Regions from separate parts of the Zea mays genome. Here all the other regions are linked to region 1. Evidence: chromatin contacts called from public Hi-C data. All regions are on one chromosome and are shown on one strand. Each heading gives the region's core, a stretch centred on a gene start, on an enhancer-like site or on the middle of the called end of the contact. The rest is flanking DNA. Distances are from core to core; before and after follow the strand shown.

Region 1 (2,667 bases), core at 92-2,591:
TTTCAGTGTGTGTGCTCGACTTGGGAGCACCATAACTTGTGATCCATGCACTTTTGGCCTTGCAATATTATGCAAACTGAAAGAGCTATGCTTGGTGAACAATTTTGGTGCAATGAGATGGGCCTATCCTTATCCAGAACTGGGAGAAAAGAGGGGATGAACCTGTGCTATAGTCGACCTGTGTGGGTTCAGAGTTGAGTTGAAAATATCTGAAAAACATCTCCCTCCACTACCATCTCTAGTTGCTTCTGGTGTACAGGAGATAAGTGAAACTTGACCTTGGGGAGGGGGTAACTTGGGATAAACTACACTACCCCAGGGATAAGATTGAGGAGGTGAAATCTATCCTATGAACCTGTGGTGTGCCTGCTAACCTGTTGCTATCCATGTGTCGTTGGCCACCGTTGCTACCTTCCTGTGCCCTTGCCCTTATGTGGTGACCATGTAGTAGAGGAGTGGGGTGTGCTAGCCTTTGTTTCCGTCTGTGTTAAGCCCCAACAAAACCACATGAACCAATTTGTTGTGGCTCCATGCCATTGTAGTTTGGGTGCAAACTGAACCTTGTTATGTTCGTGCTCCCGTCGCTCCCATGGCTTGTTCACCGTGACTCACCATTCCTCTACATATGGGTTAAATCCCCCCAACCACCCTAGTCATCTTGTTTCTTTGTCCAAGTCTGTGCGCGATGTCCTCCCTATGTTTGGTGACCACGCCGGTCGGTTTGCCCCTTCACTAAGGCCAGCTCTCTCTAAGGGGTAACTTGTCTGCCTTGCTTGTGTTTCGTGATCCCTGTGTAGTCGTGATGCTCCCTGCATCTTCCTTTTGAACTCTACTGCTTGTAGTTCACCAGATCGATGATCTTGCCGTCGGGCAACGTTGCCGTGTCTTAGCTCTTCGTCGACCGACTGCCTCAGTGGATTCCCGAGCAAACTCACGTCAGCACCCTAGTTGGGGTGAGTCACTGATGCTCCCCATACTCCCCAATTGAACTCTACTACACCTAGGACTTGGGGATACCCTCGCCGGTTCACCATGACCGCTGTCGTCGTGGTAAGAAGGGATCTGGGTCACTAGGGTCTGATTAACCGATGGATTATGGTGTTTTAGATTCGGGGATCGCGTGGGTATGTTCGCTCTCGTTAGAGAAGGCCATCACCTGCGAGTTTGCGCGGTGATTCGTCGGTGTTCGCTAGAGTTGGGGTCGAGGACCTGAGTTTGCGAAAGAGACAGAGGAGGGGTCTCGGTGTGAAGTGTGAACGTCATCAACACGTTTGAATAGTGCCTGGGACTCTTTATAAGTTAATTAATTTCGCAAGGGTCTTAGTGTAAGATGGCATCACCGGCGCAAGCTGCTTGCGCAACGCGCGTGTTTCATGTGCGCGGGCGGGGTTGTCTTGGCCGGTTGTGGCCTAGTCCTGTTCATGCTTTCTCTTTTTCTTTTTGCTGACAGTTTGTAAAATCTACCAAAAATTGTAGAAAAATACAAAAATTGTGAAACCAAATTTGTTGAGTTCATAATTTACAAAGTTGATGGTAAACATATTTTTAGGATTTTTTATGCAAAGAATGAATTTTAAGTGGTTAAAAGTGCCTCTTTGAAGGCTATTTGAGTTTTAGAAATAAAATCTGCACTCCAAAAATTATGAAAATCTGTGGGTAAGCTAAATATGGTCATTTTAATCTCTGGGTAAAGGTTTATGTTATTTGGAATCTATTTGGTCAGAAAACATATTGTTACCCCAAAGTTAGTAATCTTTAATATTAATCAAGTCTAGTTTTCTATTTCTTCTTGAATTTGCATGGGCACTCATGAGCATATCATCACATGAACATTCAGTATCATTTTGACTTGTAGAACACCCAGAAGAGATTATATAAGAAGAAGAAACAACTCCAGAAGCTGAGGCTCCTCTGGTTGATAATAATTCTAACTATGATATATGTGTAGAGGAACCAGAATATCCTTCTCCTAAAGGAAAGCCACGGTGCATTTTACCTTTCCTTGTATTTACAAAGCTTTTCCTCACCTTGAAGATAAGTCGAGGGAGATCACATATTTTTGAAAATTTGATAGTTAGAGCTAAGTGCGCCAAGGTCACAGGTTATAGACCATCTAGGTGGAGTCACCGGACCGTTCGTAGCATACAAGCTGGACTGTGTAGGCAAAGCCGCTGGTGCATCTGGTGTTAATAGAAGCATTGCAGTAATGGCTTTAGCAAATTTGGCTAATAATGTAGCTGATGCGCTTGATTGGATGATTCATGTGATTACTTATTTATGAGATCCTATGTTAGAACAGATAGGAGTATTCGATGAACATCTTTTAAGTATATTCTCATTGATGATGAACTTTCTCTTTGAACTCCTAGTGATGTTATGCTTAAGTGCTTGGACCCTGATGATGCTATGTTATCCATGGCCGAAGTACATGAAGGCATTTGTGGTGCTCATCGATCGACTCAAAAAATGAAGTGGCTTTTGAGAAGAGTTGGGTTGTATTGGCCTAATATGTTTGCTAATTATTTTAAGTACTATAAAGGATGTTAAGTGTGTAAAAAAATTGGTGGCTTACATATGGTTCCTGTCATCGAATTGCATCCTATCAACAAGCCTTGGACCTTTAGATGTTGGGGTTTAGACTTTGTGGGTGAAGTTCATTCATCATCA
Region 2 (2,667 bases), core at 84-2,583, 340 kb before region 1:
CTTTGATGAGTAGGGGCACAAATGCATCTCCCTAAAAATGTCAAAACAGTGATTTTGTCTAAACTTTCACCGCAAATGCACCCAAGAGGCAAGAGTACCCTATACCCCTCTAGTTTGCTCTAGCTTCACCACTGAGAAATAAGGGTAGTATTTACTACATCTTGACAATTACCTTGACAGACGAGATGAATGGCATCCACTGAGGAATACTCTCCCGTTCTGAGTAACACTGATAGGCCACCGAGCATGGAACATCAACTTCAAGCTCGGTACTGTTCCTTGAAGGCAACAATCAGTCACATAATCATAATTAGGGAAAAATTGATGAATGAACAGAATATATGAAACGTTAAGCAGGTAAGTTCAGCAAGCCATTCACTGGTGATGCCGTTTGCTGATGTTTTCAAATACAAGGAGACTCTGGTACGAGTTTACTGTTTTTGGAGGATTTTTATCAAGACTCATGCACAATCCAGTACTCAGCAGTCACCTATAACTATAAAAGCAAGGTACAATATGGTCGGATTTATAAGCCTTGGCCATTGCAAGTACATACAGATCAACATTTATAGCACTAATTAGCATACTTGGAGGGTTTTCTGGGTGTCACATATATGGAATCTGGTATAAGAATCATCCACAACCTGGGCCCTACAAAATCCAGTCTTATCCAATGCAAACCAGCATTTCTTGTGTCCGCCATGAGAAATACTCATCGGGATATTACACAAGCTCTTCATCACTCAATGGACCACCGTTCGGAGACGTCAATACTACATTTCACCCGAATTCCCAGTTTGTGCCCATTATAAAATTCATTGGGCAAATAACTCGACTCCCCTTCAAGCAAACATTGGCTTCTGATCAACAAGCAAAGTAGTTCAATCATCTAGGGAAAAGGGGAAATTTCTCCAAGCGAATCAGTACGCGGTAACAATGGGTGGCACAGGTCAAAACTAGGCTATACCAAATCAACCGAGAAACTCGAGCACCTAGGAAGAAGAAGAAGAAGAGGAAACGTACGTGCACTCCTGCCAGTCCATGGCCACAGGGGAGAACAAGGCAGGCCTTGCGCTTGCTCTTGCCCTTGCCCTGCTGCTGACGCTGCTCGCCTTCCCCTCCCATCTTCGCCTCATCCACCACCGGCTGCTGCTGACGCACAGCACCTTGCTCTGCGATAGCCTCAGGGCCAGCGACGGAGAGGACGGGACGACCGCCTCGAGGCTCACCTTCCCGGCGCCTGGGTGGTAGTACAACGCGGCTCCTGCGGCCATGGCTGCTCTCCGTCGTCTCTCTTCTGTGACCGCGTGCTCCGCGCGCGGTTGTAATGTACTCCTGCTCTCCTAGTCTCCCCTACAGTTATATGGTTGGGCAGCCGCTGTCTCCCGGCGACCACAAGAATAATATTCAATGGGCCTATTGGCTATTCATTAGCTGCATAGAGCACTTGGCTGGCGCCTCGGCCCGAGTTTTCAGGTTCCACTAAACTGACTGATCAGTGATCTGATCACTGATGCGAGCAGCTTTGGCGTACTAGCGAAAGCACGGACACTCGTTCTTATCGTCAGGCCGGCTCATGGACACTATCGACGTCTGCCGCATCTTGTCATCCACTCACTGATTCACATGACGGATGATCAACAGATAAAATTATTCAACACATCGAAAGCACGGTCGTTCATTTTTCTTATGCCAAAATATATAGAAAGGAAATCTTACTGTTTGACCAAATCATCTATGGTATTCTAACCAACATCATTAGTTTTTCGAGCTTTCAGAGCTTAGTGCTGCTGGTTCGTCAAAGTTTCCCGGTTTCAGAAATATCCAATCATGACTGCATTTTATGCAGCTCAGAAATGTTTGCCAAAACCACCAGATGCAATTTACGCACATGCACGGTGCATCTTTGTAAATTATAATCAGCACATTATAATTCTAAAAAAGAAGATTTAACGGGGCTGGAAGGCATTGACAATTTAGTGTCTACCATTATCTCGAAAGAATGTCTACAACGGAGTTACAGGGAAACATTTCAGTCCTCCCGCGTATCTGTCCTCCGCTTGGCCATCATTGACAGCCGGGCATCCCGCTCGCGCTCAAACTCGCGGTAATCGGTTCGCTGCAGAAATGATTGCTTGTCAAGGTACTGGTTCGAGCTCTTCTTGTAGGCGTCCAGCTCTTCCCCCAAGCCCCGGTTCTCTTCCTTGTACTCTCCCCAGTCTTTCTTCGTCTTGTCCAGGACGCTCAGCTTCTGCTTCTTCCGTATTTGCTCTAGGATGTTATCGACAGCTGATGGGGCGGCACCACCTGCCCTGGCCTTCTCGATTGCCTCCTTTGAATTAGCATCAACCAGTTTCTTGATTTCGATGTCCTTCCCAGCAAAGTCCCTTACCTCAGTGATCTGTTGGATCGTGTGAAGAGTACCAGTTGTTCAGCATTCTGATATTAAAGCTTACAAACATATTGCAAAAGCAGTCGAGCTTTGCCATCTATATCCAGAACTATAATTCCAGGGAGTGACCACGTTTTTGTGCTACTATTTTTTTTATGTTTAAAAATTTTATGAAACCAGTCGCAGTAAAAATTATTTAAATAAAATGAACATGAAAATGCACTAGACATGCAAAAAGAGTCCAGCTACATATAAACCATTTTCTGTTACAATTT
Region 3 (2,667 bases), core at 70-2,569, 320 kb after region 1:
ATGACTACCTTACCAAAAAGGGGCAAGGGCGGCATGAGGAGCTGCCGGTGTAGGGAGGTTCTCGGTCGATCGTGTTGCGATGGCTTTTCGAACGAGGGATTCCTGTATCGCCCCCCTTCTCAAGAAACCGTAGTGGGTTTTCTAAAGCTAGTGGAACTTTGTAAGGCCTCATAGTACTACCTTGTCTAGCCTCCTCGGTAGAGGTGTATGGGATTCGTACAACCCCATGCAGATGAGTATCACGACTTGTGGGTAAAGATGTGCAACCTCTGTAGAGTGTAAAACCGGTATATCAGTCGTGCTGACGGTCTAGAGCGGCTCACACCCTCACATGAGTAATTTATGGAATAAAACTTAATATGTCATATGCATTGTATTGTGTGATTTGTTATCAATTGTGATCAATTAGTTAATACGGTTGGTATCTAGTTACATATAGTAATTGCTAATAAAATTTTAACCAACTTATTAAAAGTAATGCTCAGCCTTAACCATTTTTTTATTGATAAGCCTTACACTTCATATGAGCTCTCACTGTAAGTGAGCTCATGCACATTATTCCCCAGAACTTGTTGAGCAATGAACGTATGTGAGCTCACTCTTGCTAAACTCACACCAGATCAAGGACATGTACTGCCAAGATGACGAGCATGAAGGATATCGTGATGAGTTCGTGAGAGGTCTAGGCCATCGTCTCCTAATCAACTATGGTTGCGGAGGATCGTTGTCGTCATATGATGTAATTATTTAGCTATGTTGTACATAACCCCTATTATATATTAAAGATGTGACATTAATTTTTGTACCATGAGTCATCATATGTGTGAGACTTGATCCTAGCATACATTTGAGACGCTCCTGGATTTGCCCTTAAATCCGGGTATGACAGACTGCGGGTATGAAAATAAGGCAACCTAGGGTGTTTGATATAAAGATTAGAACCTAATTGTTCTATTCTTTAGACATACCCGGACTACGGGTTGATTGACAATTTGCTCGAGGTGTCTTAAGCAAAATTGTCACGACCGGGTATTGGGATGCGCCCAAAGCCATCTATATATCACGATCTACAGCTAAGATTAAATAGTCAAACCGGTATATAGTACATCTAATCTTAACCATTTGTCTCAGATACGATGGCTCTCCTTCATTTGGCCAATCGGTACGCATGGCCTAGCCACAGTCGTTCGCTTGAGATCCAGAGGTCACGCCTTCATCTTCTTTCTCTCCACTAATAGCCAACGATATTGCCTAGACCCGCGACAGCACAGGGCCGGAGGGAGGCCCATCCGGCTCCCCGAGGCCCAAACCATACACATGAATGGTGCTATACGCAGTTAGTGACAGTACGAAGTAGGTAAGGGTCTCCACCAGTGAGGGTACGACCATGAAGACATCCGCCCTCAACACACGGTGGCTCGGCGCCCCCAATGTCCGGCGAAGACTCTGCTTGATTTCCCCTCGCTCGGCTACTCTACGTACAGTCTTCGAATGATCGGCTAACCCTTCAATAGTCGCATTCCGAGGGTGGGGCGATGACGGCTACTCGTTCCCATTGGGGCAGATCACGCTAGCTCTCTCTATCTCTATCCTAATCCCTCTGTCACGCCGAGGTGTGTCCAGGAGAGGGTTGGGGAGCCATATACACACATAGACTTATAAACTCATGTTGTAATAAGTGTGGGACCTCTATATCAGTGTGTGAGCCGAGCATATATCTAGCCGGCTACTGTGGCCGTAAGGGATAAGAAAAATATATGAAAGAAATCGTGAAGGCCTGGAAGGGTTCTTCCCCTCGCACAAGTAAACCCACTCTCCTCTCACGCCGTAGTGTGCGCTGTGGCAACGGGTGGTGACATCTGGTATCAGAGACGGTGATCTTCGGCACCACGCTGCTCTTCTCCGACTCGACAATCGACGACTTCGATCCGCAGCGGATTCTCTCAGGCGAGTGGTCTTTGGTTCACTCACCTCGATTCACTCTGGTTGCTAGATTTTCTTTTTTTCTGGGCGTTGGCGGCGGGGTTCCGTGTGGCGGTTTTGGTGGCGGTAGAAGGTGGTGCTGGTGGCGGTGATTGGATTTCGGCGAAGTGTGGCGGCGGTAGACGGAGCGCTCATGACCTGTTCGACGAAAGGTCTGAGTGTGTTCTTCTCTTTGATTGCTTCATCAACCAACAGACACGGCGCCTCCAAAGCCTTCCGTGCAATCCCGGTTTGTATTGGATGTTATGGCAGCGGGATTTGAGAAAGAGGAAAACAATTGGCAGCGGGTGTTGGATAATATTGACATGATGTTTGCGAACCAGCAACACATGATGGTCTAGTTAGATCTCAATTCTGGTGTGATTGGTCAGCTTACTAAGGACCAACAAGTCATGGCTAAGCAATTGGATGAAACAAGTCGAGTGGTGGCTAATCTAAATCTTCATCAGATGGGGGGACAGTTGGACGATGATGGATCTAATAACTCATTTGGTTCCGACGGGATGGGTGGGCACTCTCCTCATATTCACCACAACCATGGTCGTCGGGAGCCAATGCGTCCTCCTCAGCATGACGGGCACTGGTCTAGACACATGCTTCCCAAGTGGTCTTTTCCAAAGTTCGATGGTTCTTCTCCAAAAATTTGGGTGGCCAAATGCATTGATTACTTCCTCATTTATGAGG

Evidence for each region. Hi-C and Micro-C count contacts between places; a contact is called where the count stands out from the background.
Region 2: a Hi-C map of ear shows a contact between it and region 1, with 2.2 times the contacts expected there. The contact joins the promoter of LOC100282056 here to the enhancer-like site in region 1. A contact is called at or near these places in 2 of 25 Hi-C or Micro-C datasets (ear and tassel).
Region 3: a contact with region 1 is called in a Hi-C map of ear, with 5 times the contacts expected there. The contact joins two enhancer-like sites. A contact is called at or near these places in 3 of 25 Hi-C or Micro-C datasets (ear, leaf and tassel).

Annotation. Positions count from the first base shown.
Region 1 is chr3:60,030,230-60,032,896 of Zm-B73-REFERENCE-NAM-5.0, reverse strand. No RefSeq gene overlaps it. Among protein-coding and RNA genes, the nearest start is that of LOC118476666, 14 kb to the left of the region's middle. Within about 2 kb of position 1,341, at least 20 of the 20 cell types and tissues checked have an H3K27ac peak or open chromatin away from gene starts, as enhancers often do. A contact at or near this core is called in ear and tassel, where this site is marked.
Region 2 is chr3:60,369,515-60,372,181 of Zm-B73-REFERENCE-NAM-5.0, reverse strand. It overlaps LOC100282056, which reads right to left and starts at 1,333. Exons shown (of 7, transcript NM_001371820.1): 1 at 1,024-1,333; 2 at 173-272. The coding sequence starts at 1,274. It overlaps LOC100282347 (craniofacial development protein 1), which reads right to left. Exons shown (of 6, transcript NM_001155259.1): 6 at 1,738-2,401. The coding sequence ends at 2,033.
Region 3 is chr3:59,711,408-59,714,074 of Zm-B73-REFERENCE-NAM-5.0, reverse strand. No RefSeq gene overlaps it. Among protein-coding and RNA genes, the nearest start is that of LOC103650129, 45 kb to the left of the region's middle. Within about 2 kb of position 1,319, at least 12 of the 20 cell types and tissues checked have an H3K27ac peak or open chromatin away from gene starts, as enhancers often do. A contact at or near this core is called in ear and tassel, where this site is marked.